3 separate regions of the Zea mays genome follow, and all the other regions are linked to region 1. Evidence: chromatin contacts called from public Hi-C data. All regions are on one chromosome and are shown on one strand. Each heading gives the region's core, a stretch centred on a gene start, on an enhancer-like site or on the middle of the called end of the contact. The rest is flanking DNA. Distances are from core to core; before and after follow the strand shown.

Region 1 (4,668 bases), core at 1,524-4,023:
TTATCTTAGCGCTATTGGAGCACTGATGTACCTTGCGAATTGCACCAGGCCTGATATTGCATTCGCGGTAAATCTATTAGCTAGATACAGTGCAGACCCAACTAGAAGACATTGGGTAGGTGTTAAGACTATACTTAGATACCTCAAAGGCACTCAAGATCTTGGCCTGTTTTTTCCGAAGAATCAGGACCAGACTATGGTGGGCTATGCTGATGCTGGATATCAGTCAGATCCCCATAATGGTATATCTCAGACTGGCTTTGTATTTCTATGTGGTGGCACTGCTGTATCCTGGAGATCGTGCAAACAGACATTAGTAACGACGTCTACTAACCACTCAGAAATAATCTCACTATATGAAGCCGCACGAGAATGTGCTTGGCTACGACGAATGACTAACTACATCCAGAAGTCATGTGGTTATAACACCGCAAATACCCCCACCATTATCTATGAAGATAATGCTGCATGTGTTGCACAAATGGAAACGGGCTATATTAAGAGCAATATGACTAAGCATATATGTCCTAAGTATTTTTATCCTCATGAACTCCAGAACGAGGGTGAGGTAAAAATCCTGCAAGTCAAGTATTGTGATAATCTGGCTGATTTATTCACTAAATCCTTACCTGCAGTCGCATTCAGAAAATGTGTACGAGGTATAGGGATGAGGCATTTGAGAGACCTGCAGGGTTCAGGGGGAGATCACCTCTGAACTTCAGCCCTTATAATTCGACCCGAAGATCGTATATTATACACCTTGAAGGTTATAGTTGTCCTGAAGACATCCGTTGTACTCTTTTTCCCATTGTGAGTTTTCCTGAAGTTTCTCACAGATGGTTTTTAACGAGGCAACAAGTGCAATACATCGAGTGGCACTATGCTCTCTTTCTCCATTTTTTCCCACTGGGTTTTTCGGAGTTTTGATGAGACATAAGTCGTCACGGTATTCGCCCAAGGGGGAGTGTTGAGAAACCCTAAAAGGGGTTTAATGGGCTAATACCGAAACTGCCCTTAGGGGTACACAGGTTATATATATATATATGTACTCATATCCATCATAATAAAGATAGACAGAAAGAGCTTCCATCCACTGTGTCTCTTGTTCCTCTCTGTGTTGGGTTGCTGGGAAGGGAGCGGGCTTCTACAACTTCTCACGTCCTTACTGCTGTTGGGAGGGTTCGAAGTCCGGATCGGGGATCTGCGACAACTACGTTATTCAACACCCGTTATTCAACACCCAGTACCTGCCGTTCCGGCTCGGTCTGTGTTGTCTTACATAAAGGCCCAGTACGGAAGTAGGGCCCAGGTGCTTTCCGTGGGCGAGGATGCATGATTGAAATCCAACACGTCTTAGTGGGAAAGGGGTGTTTGTGGGCGTCCTGGCCCAACAAGCTTCGGCTGGGCTGGCTAGGAACTCTCGTCTTGATCCAAGGGTGCTATTTCAGGTTAGGGACACAAAAGCACCCCAAAGCATTTGTCTCCTACCCTACCCAAGTGGAAAGTAAGCTAGCTATAGAGGTCTGTTAGTTAGCACTCCACCCCTCCCTTCCTTCACGGACGTGAGCGACGCACCAAACTGCTAGTAGGACTGTACGCAACATCGTTTCGCGACGTTGGCATTCCCTGCGATCCACGAAAGCCCGCACCAAGGCAAAGGCCACGGCAGCAACCAACCACCCGGACCCCGAGCAGGTGCAGTGCAGTGCAGGGCGAGGAGGGGTAGCCGGCAACGAGACGTGCTCTGCGTGCAAGCCGCAGCGGCGTCCCGTCCCGGGAAAAAAAGGCGACGACGACGTGGATGCATGTCCTGTCCGGCCCTAGGGGCGCGTGGGAGGGAGTACGGACGGACGGGTGCGCGCGTGACGCGGGCCGGGCGGAGCGGCATCCCTCGCCACGGCACGGCACCTTCCGGCGGGCGGCCAATGCTCTGTAGCTTCCGCCACCGGCCCACCGCTGCCTTGCCCATCCAGCCAGCCAGCGAGTGGAGTGCCACACCGCCGGCGACGTGCGCCCGTGGGCAATCCCCCGACTCCGTCCGTCTGTCGCGGGTGGGTGGCAGCCAGTGGCACTTGCCCGGACGGCACCGGGGTCTTGGCCAAGACCGCGACCGCCACCGCAGTCAATGGGGATGGACGCACGCAACGCAACGTAGCGCCCACCGCCCACGGGGTCACGGCCACTCGGCTAGTGCCCACTGCCCAGTGCCCAGTGCACGTGACGGCACTAGCGACGGCTTGTCCGTCCGTGAGTGCTCGCCGGCTTGCTTGCCGGGCAGGGCCGGGCCGACGATCGTCTCGTGCAACAGCAAACGCCAGAGGCAAAAGGCGGACGTACGCGTGCGGTCGCCTGCCTGCCTGGGCTGTGGGCTGGCGTCGAAAGCCACTGCCAACTGCAAAAGGCGTTGCCTTGCCCCCAACGCGCCCGATGCCTTGCGCTGCATTGCGTTGCGCCGCCGCCGAGTGGCATGCCACGCTGACACCACCCTCACCCTGCCTGCTTGAGTCACTCTCCACCCGTTACTCACTGTCAAAGTAGCAAACAAGCAAAACTCCCCCGCTGCCCGTGACAAATTCGTCCTTGGCCTGACGAGCCACTCGAGGTCGAGCAAGGCAAGCAAGACCACCCGTGGGTGGCTTTCTTCTGACGACGCCCGATGACACGCCGACCCCGCGCGCGGTGGTCGGTGAACGAAGCTGCAGCTGCAGGTCAACCGGTCGAACGCGCTGACATTTCACGGCGGGCGGACGCGCGCACGCTCGATCGCCTGGCCCCGGGGCGCCAGCCAGCGGGAGGGAGAGAGAGAGGACAAAGGCGACGACTTTTGCGGCGCCTCCACCTCCCTGTGCGTCTGTAGCGCCGCGGCACGAGGGACGTCGGGTAGCCAACTTTCGGGGTTCCCTTTTTGGAAGCGGCGTGCTAGACAAGCTGCAAGCAAGGTCGCGAGGTGAATGTGGGGGATCCAATGCTGGTAGGCGGCGCGTCGTCGATCGGGTGAAGTGTGAGGTGAGGACTGAGGGAGGAGGGCGGTGGCCATGGCGTGGAAGCTTCTCCCTTGTGTGCTCCCTCCCGTTCGGAAAGGCGGCGAGAGGCCCACGACCACGACGACGAGTCGAGGCGGAAAAAGGCAGGCGGAGGAGGGCAGAGGAAGGAAGAGAGCAGGCGCAAGCAAAGCCAAGCCCGGAAAGGAACCGCACCCGACCGTACCTTGGGAACCGAGGCCGATAGATAGGGCACTGAACTCAACCATCGGGTCCGAGAGACGTTGTTGCCCTTGGCCACTGCTCTTGACCGAGATGCAGTATACTACTACCACTCCGATAGCACTTGGTACAGTAGTGGAGCACAGCAAGACTACTCATCTCTGTAAATGCAAGCTTCAAATTGAAATTATTCACCGTTTTTTTTTAAAAAAAAGCAGCCTTGTAGGAGCACAGCAAGACTACTCCAATCCAAATCCAAAAAGAGAGACAAAAAAAAAATGAATAGGAAGAGACGGGCACGGGCAGGGCAGTTGAGTTTGGGCGGAGTTCAATTGATAGAGTCCAGCTTACGCCACCGCCGCTACCCCTATAAAACGGCGGAGCCGACGGCCCCTTCTTTTCCTCTCCTCCATAACCACGAGCCAAGCGCGACGGATCCCAATCCATCTTCTCCTCATCCCCACCACGACCAAAAAAAAATCCGGTCGCCGATGCCGTCTGCTGCCTGACATCGGTCAGCCAGGGTAGATCGCGCAGGCAGGCAGCCCCACACACATACGAAACCCAATCCTGCTTCGATCCCGTCGGCCGGCGATGGAGGGCCGGCGGCCGGGCGCGCCCGTGGCGGGCCTGCCCATCGGCTTCCGCTTCCGCCCCACCGACGAGGAGCTGCTGCTGCACTACCTCCGCCGCAAGGCGCTGGCCTGCCCGCTCCCCGCCGGCGTCATCCCCGACGCCGACCTCGCGCGCCTCCACCCGTGGGACCTCCTCCCCGCCGCCGCACCAGGTACCGTGCCTCTCCATCGCACCCCCTCCCCGCATTGCCGCTCGCGTCCCTTACCTGACGAGCACGCGCGACCGAATTGGATCCAACCCTGCAGGGGGATCCGGAGCCGACGCCGACGGGGAGCGCTTCTTCTTCCACCGCCCGGCGACGCAGTGCTGGCGCAAGGGCGGCGGCGCGGCCAGGGCGGCCGGCACCGGCGTCTGGAGGCCGTCCGGCAAGGAGACCCTCGTCCTGTCCCCGCGCTGCAAGCGCCCCGTCGGCACCAAGCGGACGCTCGTATTCTGCCCCCGCCGCGGCCGCGCCCGCACCCACTGGGCCATGCACGAGTACCGCCTCCTCCCCGCCGGCCTCCACCCCTATGGCTGCGCCGCCGGCGCCGGCGCCAACGCGCCTCCGCCCACTAATGTAAGCGCGCGCCAACCCTGGCTGGCTTCAATGCTTGATTTGTGTAACTCGTGTGTATGTATCGCACCGACGTGCGGCGGCTGATTCGCTATTTCGTGTACCTGAATCTGTAATCCAGGTGAGCTCCCACGGCGGCGACGCGGCGGCCGACTGGGTGGTCTGCCGCATTTTCAGGAGGGCCAGGCCGGCCCACCGCGCCCGCCTTGGTGGTGGCGCCAGGGAGGAACTAGAAGAGGAGCACGCGGCGGAGGAGAGCCCGTCGTCCTGCGTCAC
Region 2 (4,668 bases), core at 1,066-3,565, 180 kb before region 1:
CGTACTCTAGATCGGACGGTCCGTACGTACGTGCGGAGAGGGTCTTCTTCTCTGCGAAGAACGTGGATCTCGTCTCCCGAGAAGAACCCCGATAAAATAAGAGCTCTAAGGATTGTCTTGGGATTAGTATACCATCCAAGACGTCTCTGGTCAACGCAGGGTATGTTTGGTTTGACTTTTGGTTTTGGCTTTTGACCCCTAAAAGCCAAAAGCCAAACCAAAGGGCTAGATCCAGGAAACAGCTTTTTCTAAAAGCCGACTTTCTCACAGTGCAAAACTGAAAGCATCTCTGGATCTGCTTTTAATGGCTTTCGGATGGAACTGTGAAAACATATATAGAAGAAATTTTAACGGCTTTTAGTAGTTTCCGTCAAACGGTTTTTAGCTTTTTAACAGCTCACAACCTACATCAGCTTTTTTCACAGCTCATAGCCCACAACAGTTTTTTTTCACAGCCACAGTCTAACCAAACAGACCCGTAGAGTCAAACAGCGGCGAAAAAAATAGGTTGATAAAGGCTAGACTAGGGCTAGATTACTCCTACTCCTAAGGAATGAAAATAATATTGCAAATAAGGTAAATATAATAAATAGGTTTGGTTAGATTGGGGGTTTAATTGGTCGTACTCTGTTGTTATCACGGAGAAATCATGCACCTACATCTATAGAAAAGGATAGCTCTTAAACCACCCAAGAGTGATCGATAGAGGTCGTATTTATGATAAGACATTAGCTAAAGCAAAATTTTGGTAGCATAGCCCTATTGTTCTCCAATTGCATGCCTGAAAATGGTGAAACAGAGAACAAAGGGGTTATGTTGTCGAAATTATGCACGAGCACCTGCCTTGTCCTAAACACGGGCTCTATCGGTCACTCCGAGCTAGGTTGTCCAATAAAGGGACAATTCCGGCTCAACACACATCACATACGTCACATGCGAGGTGTGTTGGGCCGAAACGAACAACGTCTAGGTTATGTTCCATTTGTTAACACTATGATACACGCGTTTACGCTACAATAGATTGTGTTTGCTAACATTACATACGTTTAAGTTACAAATAACATTATTTCGTGTGAAAATAACATCGAGTAAGCTTATTTCCGAGGGTTTAATAATTACCCTCGAAAATTCCAAATTCAGAATATCTAACAACCTCTAAACGAACTAAAACAATCTAAATAATTTGTACAATTACTTTTTGCCGTCGAAAATAACTTACTTAGCGTCGAACGAAGTGGCGGGTGCGAGCACGAGGCAGAGGATGAGGGGCGCCAGCGAGAGGCACGGAACGACAGGCGAGGGACGCCGATGAGGCCATGAAGCTGTCGCTGACGAGGGCGCGGACGCTGACAAGGTCACGTGCGGTGGTGAGGGGGCGTGCACCAGCGAGGTAGAGTGGCAGCGGCGAAGGGGGAGCTAGCGAGCGACGCAGGCAGAGAGTGGGCGTGTGCGTGGGAAAGTTCTTAAAATACTTTATGTTCGACGGCTTATTTGTCAGCCGTCGGACATAAGTCTTATGTCCGGTGGCTGACAGTCGTCGAACGCATAAGCGGACCTAGAATAAAACAAGAGCGATGACATACTTATAAGGATGGACATTAAAATACTAGAGCGAGAGCATCTTAGTTAGACTCAGCAGGGGACTTAACAGTGAAAATCTAGATACTAATACTTGCAATAAAGAAACGAGGAGAGGCCTAGGTCCTCCCTCGCTTATAACGTTAGATTAATGTCCGATAGCTGTTGGAAATACTATGTAGGATGTATGTTTTCTATTTTGCTGTTGTGATATCTTGCCTCCCTAGCAAAAACACGAGCGCAGAAAGCAGATAGTAGCATGGATCATTATCGGTCCGGTCACATCTCGGAGGGGCCGGCTGCTAGCTCTTCAACGGTTGAATTCTCTGTGCTAGACTTTTTTGACGTGCGCGCGTATTGCATTGTCCACGAAAAGTGGCGCATGAGCTTTGACTTTGCAGTCCCTCCCTCCCATGATCGACTAGGACCGGTCCAGGGATCTTCAATGGTCAATCAATCAATTATTCAGAGGTTTTGTTTGGATACTGCACGGCTTGTCAACGGAAAGCTTTGTTTGGTGTGGTGTGGGATTTCCTCGATCGGAATAAAATAAAGTAAAATAAAAGGGGCGCGCGCGCACGTACCGACGTACGGGTCGTCATCACCTTTTTGGAAACCACCATGACATGGTCCAAAGACGACCCATCGTCATATGGTCCAACTATATGCTATCAACCTTGTGGTCTCATTTTTCCTGTGTAGCGAGCGGGGCCCAGCAGGCCACGAGAAAAAGTGTGCGAGGAGGGAGTCTGCTTCGTGGGCCGTGCCAGGAAAAAGCCGCAACCGGGCCCGTGGTCACACGTACCTCTCCTCCGACGAATCGCGCGTGCTCTGCAATTATTGTGGTGCTGCCTATGATTCACGAATCACGACTCTGCGGGTGCTCGTGACGGCGACCCACGAAGCCGTCTACTCTGATGGGTCAAAGCCTATTTTAGAGTCCACGACGCACGGATGTGCCCACGGACGTGCACATCACCCCCTCCCTCTCTCTGTTTGCCTTGGTCAATGCGAAACGTTTTCTCCTACTGGCCTATGGGGTGATGAAAATGAGGCTATGCCTTGTCGGCGCGCGAGGAAGGGCAACACGGCTCTGCGATGGGTCGAGGCACGAGGCTGTGAACGAGAAGAAGCAACTGTCTGTTTCAGCCTATCGTCCGGTTTTAGCCAAAGATAAGCAAGAATTGTACTCAAGCTCACGAGTGGTTTAGGATGTGTCTGTTTCAGATTTATCATCTCGTTTTAGGCGAAAATAGGCAAGAATCAGGACATCTGTACTGCTTGTGAAGGGTACTGTACTAGTGTGCTCTCTGTCCTCGTGCTGAGATGCTTTTTTTTTGGCCGCCAGGAACATTACTTGGGAACACGTGCGATAAGTAGACGCAAAAAGGTACTACTGGCAATACAATAACCGAGAGCAAAAAGTTTCAACCATCGACAGCGGCTCAAGCCATATCTTACACAGAACAACAGAATTACACGCTCAAAACATCACGGGAACATGTACATGTTCTCGGATGATCTGGCAATGAACACAATTGTACATGAGTTACAACATGTCATGCTACCGAGTTCCATGCTCTCTCTCTAAGCTGTGGGAATCTACAGTTTTTACTCCAACAAGACCACAACTTATTATTAATCTGTCGCAGGCATTTGTTCTCGGCTCTCAGAATCCCTAATTCTCTCTAGCAGTCGAAATCTACAGGTTCTACACTTCTACTCCAGGACCAAGACCACAACTAGTTCAGAAAATTCACTGCTGCGCACTGACTGGCTAAATTTACAACAATCTTCTGAGCTCCACAACACATGCTGATGGAGCGCCCCCCCCCCCCCCCCCCCCCACCCCCCGAGTCATATTCTCTGTTGAAAAGGGGAAATAAACTAGTATGATGAGGGGGGCTGCCGGTAGGTTACTACACTCATTTCCTGTCTGCTGGTGGGGGTGCGGTGGGGAACTGAGGGCCATAGAATGTACCCACTAATCCTTGAAAAGGCGGAGGCGGGCTTGGACTAGGGAAACCAGCTGGTGGGCTGGTTATGGGGAAGTTGACCACAGGAGTAAAAGGTGGGTAGCTGGAATACATTGGACCAGGTGGTCCAGCAGGAAAAGGTACAAATGTACCAGCTGGAGGTGGTACATGTGAGATCATTTGGGGTGGCATTGCCGGCGGCGGCGGGGGGATCATATTGGGTGGCGGTGAAGTTGGCGGTGGTGGTGGGCTAGGCTCTGGTGATGGAGGAACCTCAGGTGGTGGTGGTGGTGGTGGTTCGAATGCGTCAGGATGAGGGAATGGGGGTGGCGGTGGCGGTGACTGTGATTGAGGCTGAGAAATATCTGTGTCATCCTCTAGCTTCTGCCTCTTGTTACCAGAAGTGTGCTCTTCTATTTTCAGCTTGGTGTTGCCCCCATTCACTTGTGAAGGCAAATCACCACCACGTATATTGTCTGAAGCATCACCTGCAGCAAGCTTTGTCTCTGTCATGATGTGCTCAAAACCATTTCCCTCCTGTGAATACAACACTGCACTTGACTGTCCCTTTTGAAGAGACTTCTCAGCTCCTGGAGCAACAGTACTAAGTGGATCAGAGAGGCTAGACCTCTTATGCCCTTGATTTGATGGCTCATGCATTTCCATGTTGCTTCCAAGCCCCACGCAGAGCTCAGCAGCTCTCTTGAATCGAGGCTGAGCTGCCTGATTCATGACAAAAAAGCATTAGTAATCTGGTGCACTGCTTCTTTCCCTAACATAAAGAGCCATAACTGTTAGACTCAAAGGTTACAGGTACCAGTCAGCCCTGTAGTATGAGGCCATTTTACTAAGGGGACTCAGTCTCATTAAACCCAAAACAGATGGCCCCAAAACACATAAAGGTGAAGTAAATTGTAAGTATATTCTACAGTACAAAAGTTCTATCCATTGAGAAGCATAAGTGAGATAGCAATGTTTTTTTTTCAAAAATGAACTCCATACACTGTATTGTGGTTAGGAATCCACAAATTAAAGTTTGATCATAAAAAGAGCAATGCTGGTTGAAGAAAATTACCTGAAGCAGGCTTCTGACTTGTTCCACTTTGAGCTCCTG
Region 3 (4,668 bases), core at 744-3,243, 150 kb after region 1:
GGTGCAAGCGTGGTCCAAAATGTTAAATATGAAGAAAGTATCCATGCAAATCCTATGAGAATATATATTGGTTTAATTCCAAGTAACCTTTGCACTTACCTTATGCAAACTAGTTCAATTCTGCACTTATATATTTGCTTTGGTTTGTGTTGGCATCAATCACCAAAAAGGGGGAGATTGAAAGGGAAATAGGCTTACACCTTTTCCTAAATAATTTTGGTGGTTGAATTGCCCAACACAAATAATTGGACTAACTAGTTTGCTCTAGATTATAAGTTTTACAGGTGCCAAAGGTTCAACACAAACCAATAAAAAGTCCAAGAAAGGGTTCAAACAAAAAGAGCAAAAGACAACCCAAAGACAGCCCTGGTCTGGCGCACCGGACAGTGTCCGGTGCACCAGGGAGTTCCACTCCAAACTTGCCACCTTCGGGAATTCTAGGAGACCGCTCCGCTATAATTCACCGGACTGTCTGGTGTAGCACCGGACTGTCCAGTGTGCCAAGCGGAGCAACGGTCGTCCGCGCCAACGGTCGTCTGCAACGCTACGGTGAACAGTGCAACTGCGCGCGCAGAAGTCAGAGCAGACGCCAGAAGACGCACCGGACAGTGAACAATGTCTATCCGGTGCACCACCGGACTGTCCGGTGCCCCCGTTGTCAGAAGCTCCAACGGTCGGAACCCAACGACCTAATGACGTGGCTGGCGCACCAGATAGTGTCCGGTGTGCCATACGACAGAAGCCTTCACCAACGGTTATTTTGGTGGTTGGGGCTATAAATACCCCCAACCACCACACTTCAATGCATCCAATTTTCAGTCATCAAACCTCATACAAGAGCTCTAGACTTCATTCAAAGACACAAACAAAGAGATCAAATCCTCTCCCAAGTCCGGAATCACACCAAATAAATTAGTGACTAGAGAGAGACTTTTATGTTCTTTCAAGCTCTTGCGCTTGGATCGCTTTTCTTCTTCCTCTATTCTTGTTTTCAACTCACTTGTAATCAAAGCAAGAGACACCAATTATGTGGTGGTCCTTGTGGGGACTTAGTGTCCCGTTTGATTGAGAAGAGAAGCTCACTTGGTCTAGGTGACCGTTTGAGAGAGGGAAAGGGTTGAAAGAGACCCGGTCTTTGTGACCACCTCAACTGGGAGTAGGTTTGCAAGAACTGAATCTCGGTAAAACAAATCACCGTGTCATTCGCCTTATTCGCTTGTGATTTGTTTCCCCTCTCTTTCGGACTCAACTTTATTTCTAACGCTAACCCCGGCTTGTAGTTGTGCTTAAACTTTATAAATTTCAGATTTGCTTATTCACCCCCCTCTAGGCGACTTTCATCTGGCATGTCTCCACGGGAGCTCCGGGCTCGTACTCACAGGGGTCCGGTGTTCCTCTATGAAGATCCGGACCCAACGGTGCTTACTGGGACGTATTATCCTTCCTCGCCATGTGGTGCCCTTAGGCCTGCCCATGTGGTGGGGTCGGGTGCCGCTCTCTGTGTGACCTGAAGGTGTCGTACGGGTGCAGCGTCTTCATACTGTTAAAGAGGGTATCCCTGATTCAGGATACCGACAGCTGTCAAACATATCTAAGAGAGAGCTCGAGTCATACTGGTGTGTGTCGTGTGAATCTCTAAATCATCGAAGCCTTCGTCTACGTCTCCGTTTCGTTGAAACCGAATGTGTCGCGTTTTATAACGTCAAAAATCTCGTCCCACGAGGAGCACCGAGGACGACGCTGCTGGCATGGCATCATTAGCCATGAGGCCGCCAGATTTGGGCCACGCGCCGAGAAGCCCGCGCCGCCGCTGGCCGGCCACAACGGTCGAAACCGCCTCCCGCGCCGCGCGTGCCTCCTTACTAAGGCTGGCCGGCGCCGCGCGGCATGGGAGGCCATCCTTTCCGATCACCCCTCGCTCCGCCCCTCGACCGCGCTCCTGCTCACGCACGCCCACGCACTCACCGGCGGCCCCCCTCCCCCACGCTGGCCGCGGCCGCGATGGGGTGCGCGGCGTCGGCCGCCGACGGGGCCGAGCTCCGGCGGCGGGGGTGGGCGCGGGCGGGGGAGCCGGGGCACAGCGAGGCGTCCACCTCGGGTCTGCTGGCGCCGCCGCACCAGCAGGAAGGGCAGGAGGCCGAGTCGTCGTCCGGGGGCAGGAGGCGAGGGTGCAAGGTGGCGCCGGAGCCCAAGGAGCTGGAGGAGGGGACCGCCGCGCTCCCGTCGATGCCCGGCTCGCCGAGCTTCAGGTACTACTGCCAGAAGAAGACGGCGGCCGTCGATAGGATCGTGGCTGATGCCATCGACGCCGATGACACCGTCAGGATCAGAGGTACTTCAACTTAATTCGCACACCGCGACGCGCGACTTGCTCTTCACTTCCATGCTTGCCGTCTCGTGAGCTCCATTGACGCTGACACTTCCCGAACCATCCTTCTCCCCATCTCCTCCTCTGCAGCGACGGCGCGACAGCTGAGCAATAGGAGCGAAATCACGGCAAACAAGGCACAGGACTCCAACGAGGTACATGATCCATATCCTTCATGGCATCGTGCATGAGCTCTCCTATTGACATCTGAACATTAAACGTTGCTTATGCTTATGCACTTGCATTGCAGCTGTGGTATACAGAATATACTACATCTGCTAATTTCTGATACCTTAATTGATATGCAGGTCTCTCAACCTAAAGGGGGGACCAAATGGCTTAGGTTCAGTGGCTTGTCGATCGTCGCTGCCGCTTGGCACAAGCACAACTTGTTCAGCCGCCAAAGAAGCAAGCCTTCGCCGCCTCCTGCTGCCGCTTCAGATGCAAGCTCCCAACCCTGATCAGGCAGCGCTATATGGGATCTTCTACATTTTACTACGTCTCAGCTTATAAAAACACACACGCATGGCTCATTCAGTCATCGTTTATGATGCATCGATGCTGGCTTTGCATCATTCGCTGATATTTTTTCAGCCTTGGTTAGTCCCTGTAAGCTAAAGCTGATTCTGTAAATGGTGCAAATTAGTGTTAAGAAAGGAGGGCAATCTGGAAATCCATCCAAGCTTTGCGTCATTTGGTTATGTGTACTGTTGAATTCTGCGTGGTCATGTAGCAGAAATGTTTCCGCAAGATGCATGTTTGTTTTAGGGACTAATTTTTAGTCCCTTTTTAGTTCCTAAACTACCAAACATGCCCTAAGATCACGTGCAAGTATTTTAGCAATCCCCTTAACCCCTTCCTTTTCTTTTCTCTCTGATCTTCCTCTGATGCAGAGGTTGAAGATACAAATTTGTCAGGGAGTTCTCAGACCTTCCTTTGTGTTAAAGATGAAACTCTGTGATCCATTATACAGAATAAATGCAGTATACGCAACTCTAATGTATAGTACTCTCTAACTATACAAGGTAAAACCTATCAACTGTGGTTGAAATTCACCGGCTATTATCTATCTGGCATCTATAATAAAAAAGTGAAGGGCAAAAAAAAGGGGGGTAACATGAATACATGATTAGGTTGTCACTTGACTGCACCTACTGCATTTCTTCCTTTGCTTCTGAATTGCTCTCTATTCTTTCTTCTCACCTCCATTGGCTGCCCAAAGGAGTAAGGCCGGAATGCGCCAATGAGAACGGTGGGAGGCGCCATGTTGAGGCTTGGCCTTGCCTTGCTGTGCATGCCCTTCTTTGGGCTATTCAGGTAAGATTTCACGTGACCAAATATGAGGCTTGGCATTTTCTTTAGCTCAACGACCGACGACGAGAAGAACTCTTCTGTGGCTCCATCCACTGATGAATCTAGACTATAACCAATCGACGCGTCCAGATGAGGCGGCGGAAATCTCTCAAGTTTGGTTGTGCTTGTGCTTGTCACCAACCTTGGTACCTGAAGATTGAAATAACACATTTTATTTCACCATTTTCTTGTGTTCACAGTGTCTACATAGTTGCTTCAATGTAGCTTTTGATGTAAAAGCGATGCAAACATTGCCAGGAGGAGTGGTGGAAATTTTAAGCATGATGATGGTGTTGAGGTTTAAACCAAATTCTTGCAGGCAAAAATTTGGGGGAAAACATACGCACCTTTAGATTTGCTTGCGGCTTATTACTGGCGTCTGGAGTAAAAACTCTACGCCCAGGATTTTGCGACGCGTGCTGTCGGTTCCTGTGACGCTCTACTGACCCATTAACCCTGGACTTCCTGGAAAAGAACCACACGGATGAAGCCTTCCATGAACAAAAGCAAATAAATAGTTGCAATAAGTGCAAAGAGCACCAAAACCTTTTATGCTTCTCATACTTCAGCTTCACGTCTCTTTCTTTGCATGGTGGGTAGCGTGGGAGGCTGGATGGTTCACAGGCGTATGGTTCCGTCCTGAAGAACTGGATCCATAGAGAAATCATAACTTGATATAAGCACAGTTGAACAAAGAACCACTTGTCTGTTTCCAACTAAAAAACTGATATCTACGGCACACACGAAATGCGAACTACCCTAATCCGTGCAATCATGACCAGATGCAGATTTCTCTTTGCATGATGTCTGGTCATGATTTATCTTGTTTTTCCTTTTGTTTTTTGTATTTTTTTTGATGCAACAGTTAATTTCAGACGACTTGAGGGAGATGAGGTAATATTGACCTCGCTGTTCAGAGCATCGGTTGCCGTGCCTCTCATATCTGG

What was found. Hi-C and Micro-C count contacts between places; a contact is called where the count stands out from the background.
Region 2: a contact with region 1 is called in a Hi-C map of bundle sheath, with 2.2 times the contacts expected there. The contact joins the enhancer-like site here to the promoter of LOC103650824 in region 1. A contact is called at or near these places in 4 of 25 Hi-C or Micro-C datasets (bundle sheath, leaf and leaf mesophyll).
Region 3: a contact with region 1 is called in a Hi-C map of endosperm, with 1.9 times the contacts expected there. The contact joins the promoter of LOC103650821 here to the promoter of LOC103650824 in region 1. A contact is called at or near these places in 3 of 25 Hi-C or Micro-C datasets (ear, endosperm and root tip).

Annotation. Positions count from the first base shown.
Region 1 is chr3:159,810,775-159,815,442 of Zm-B73-REFERENCE-NAM-5.0, reverse strand. LOC103650824 (NAC domain-containing protein 10) reads left to right here and starts at 2,773. Exons shown (of 3, transcript XM_008676410.4): 1 at 2,773-3,990; 2 at 4,085-4,395; 3 at 4,514-4,668. The coding sequence starts at 3,798.
Region 2 is chr3:159,993,713-159,998,380 of Zm-B73-REFERENCE-NAM-5.0, reverse strand. It overlaps LOC100384037 (zinc finger homeobox protein 4), which reads right to left. Exons shown (of 8, transcript XM_008675029.4): 7 at 4,630-4,665; 8 at 2,976-4,277. The coding sequence ends at 3,504. Among protein-coding and RNA genes, the nearest start is that of LOC109945306, 6.1 kb to the left of the region's middle. Within about 2 kb of position 2,315, at least 20 of the 20 cell types and tissues checked have an H3K27ac peak or open chromatin away from gene starts, as enhancers often do. A contact at or near this core is called in bundle sheath, leaf and leaf mesophyll, where this site is marked.
Region 3 is chr3:159,656,387-159,661,054 of Zm-B73-REFERENCE-NAM-5.0, reverse strand. It overlaps LOC103650821, which reads left to right and starts at 1,993. Exons shown (of 3, transcript NM_001346756.1): 1 at 1,993-2,332; 2 at 2,459-2,523; 3 at 2,677-3,063. The coding sequence starts at 2,002. The coding sequence ends at 2,829. It overlaps LOC103650822 (probable serine/threonine-protein kinase), which reads right to left. Exons shown (of 7, transcript NM_001346757.1): 4 at 4,627-4,668; 5 at 4,268-4,368; 6 at 4,069-4,186; 7 at 3,287-3,871. The coding sequence ends at 3,506.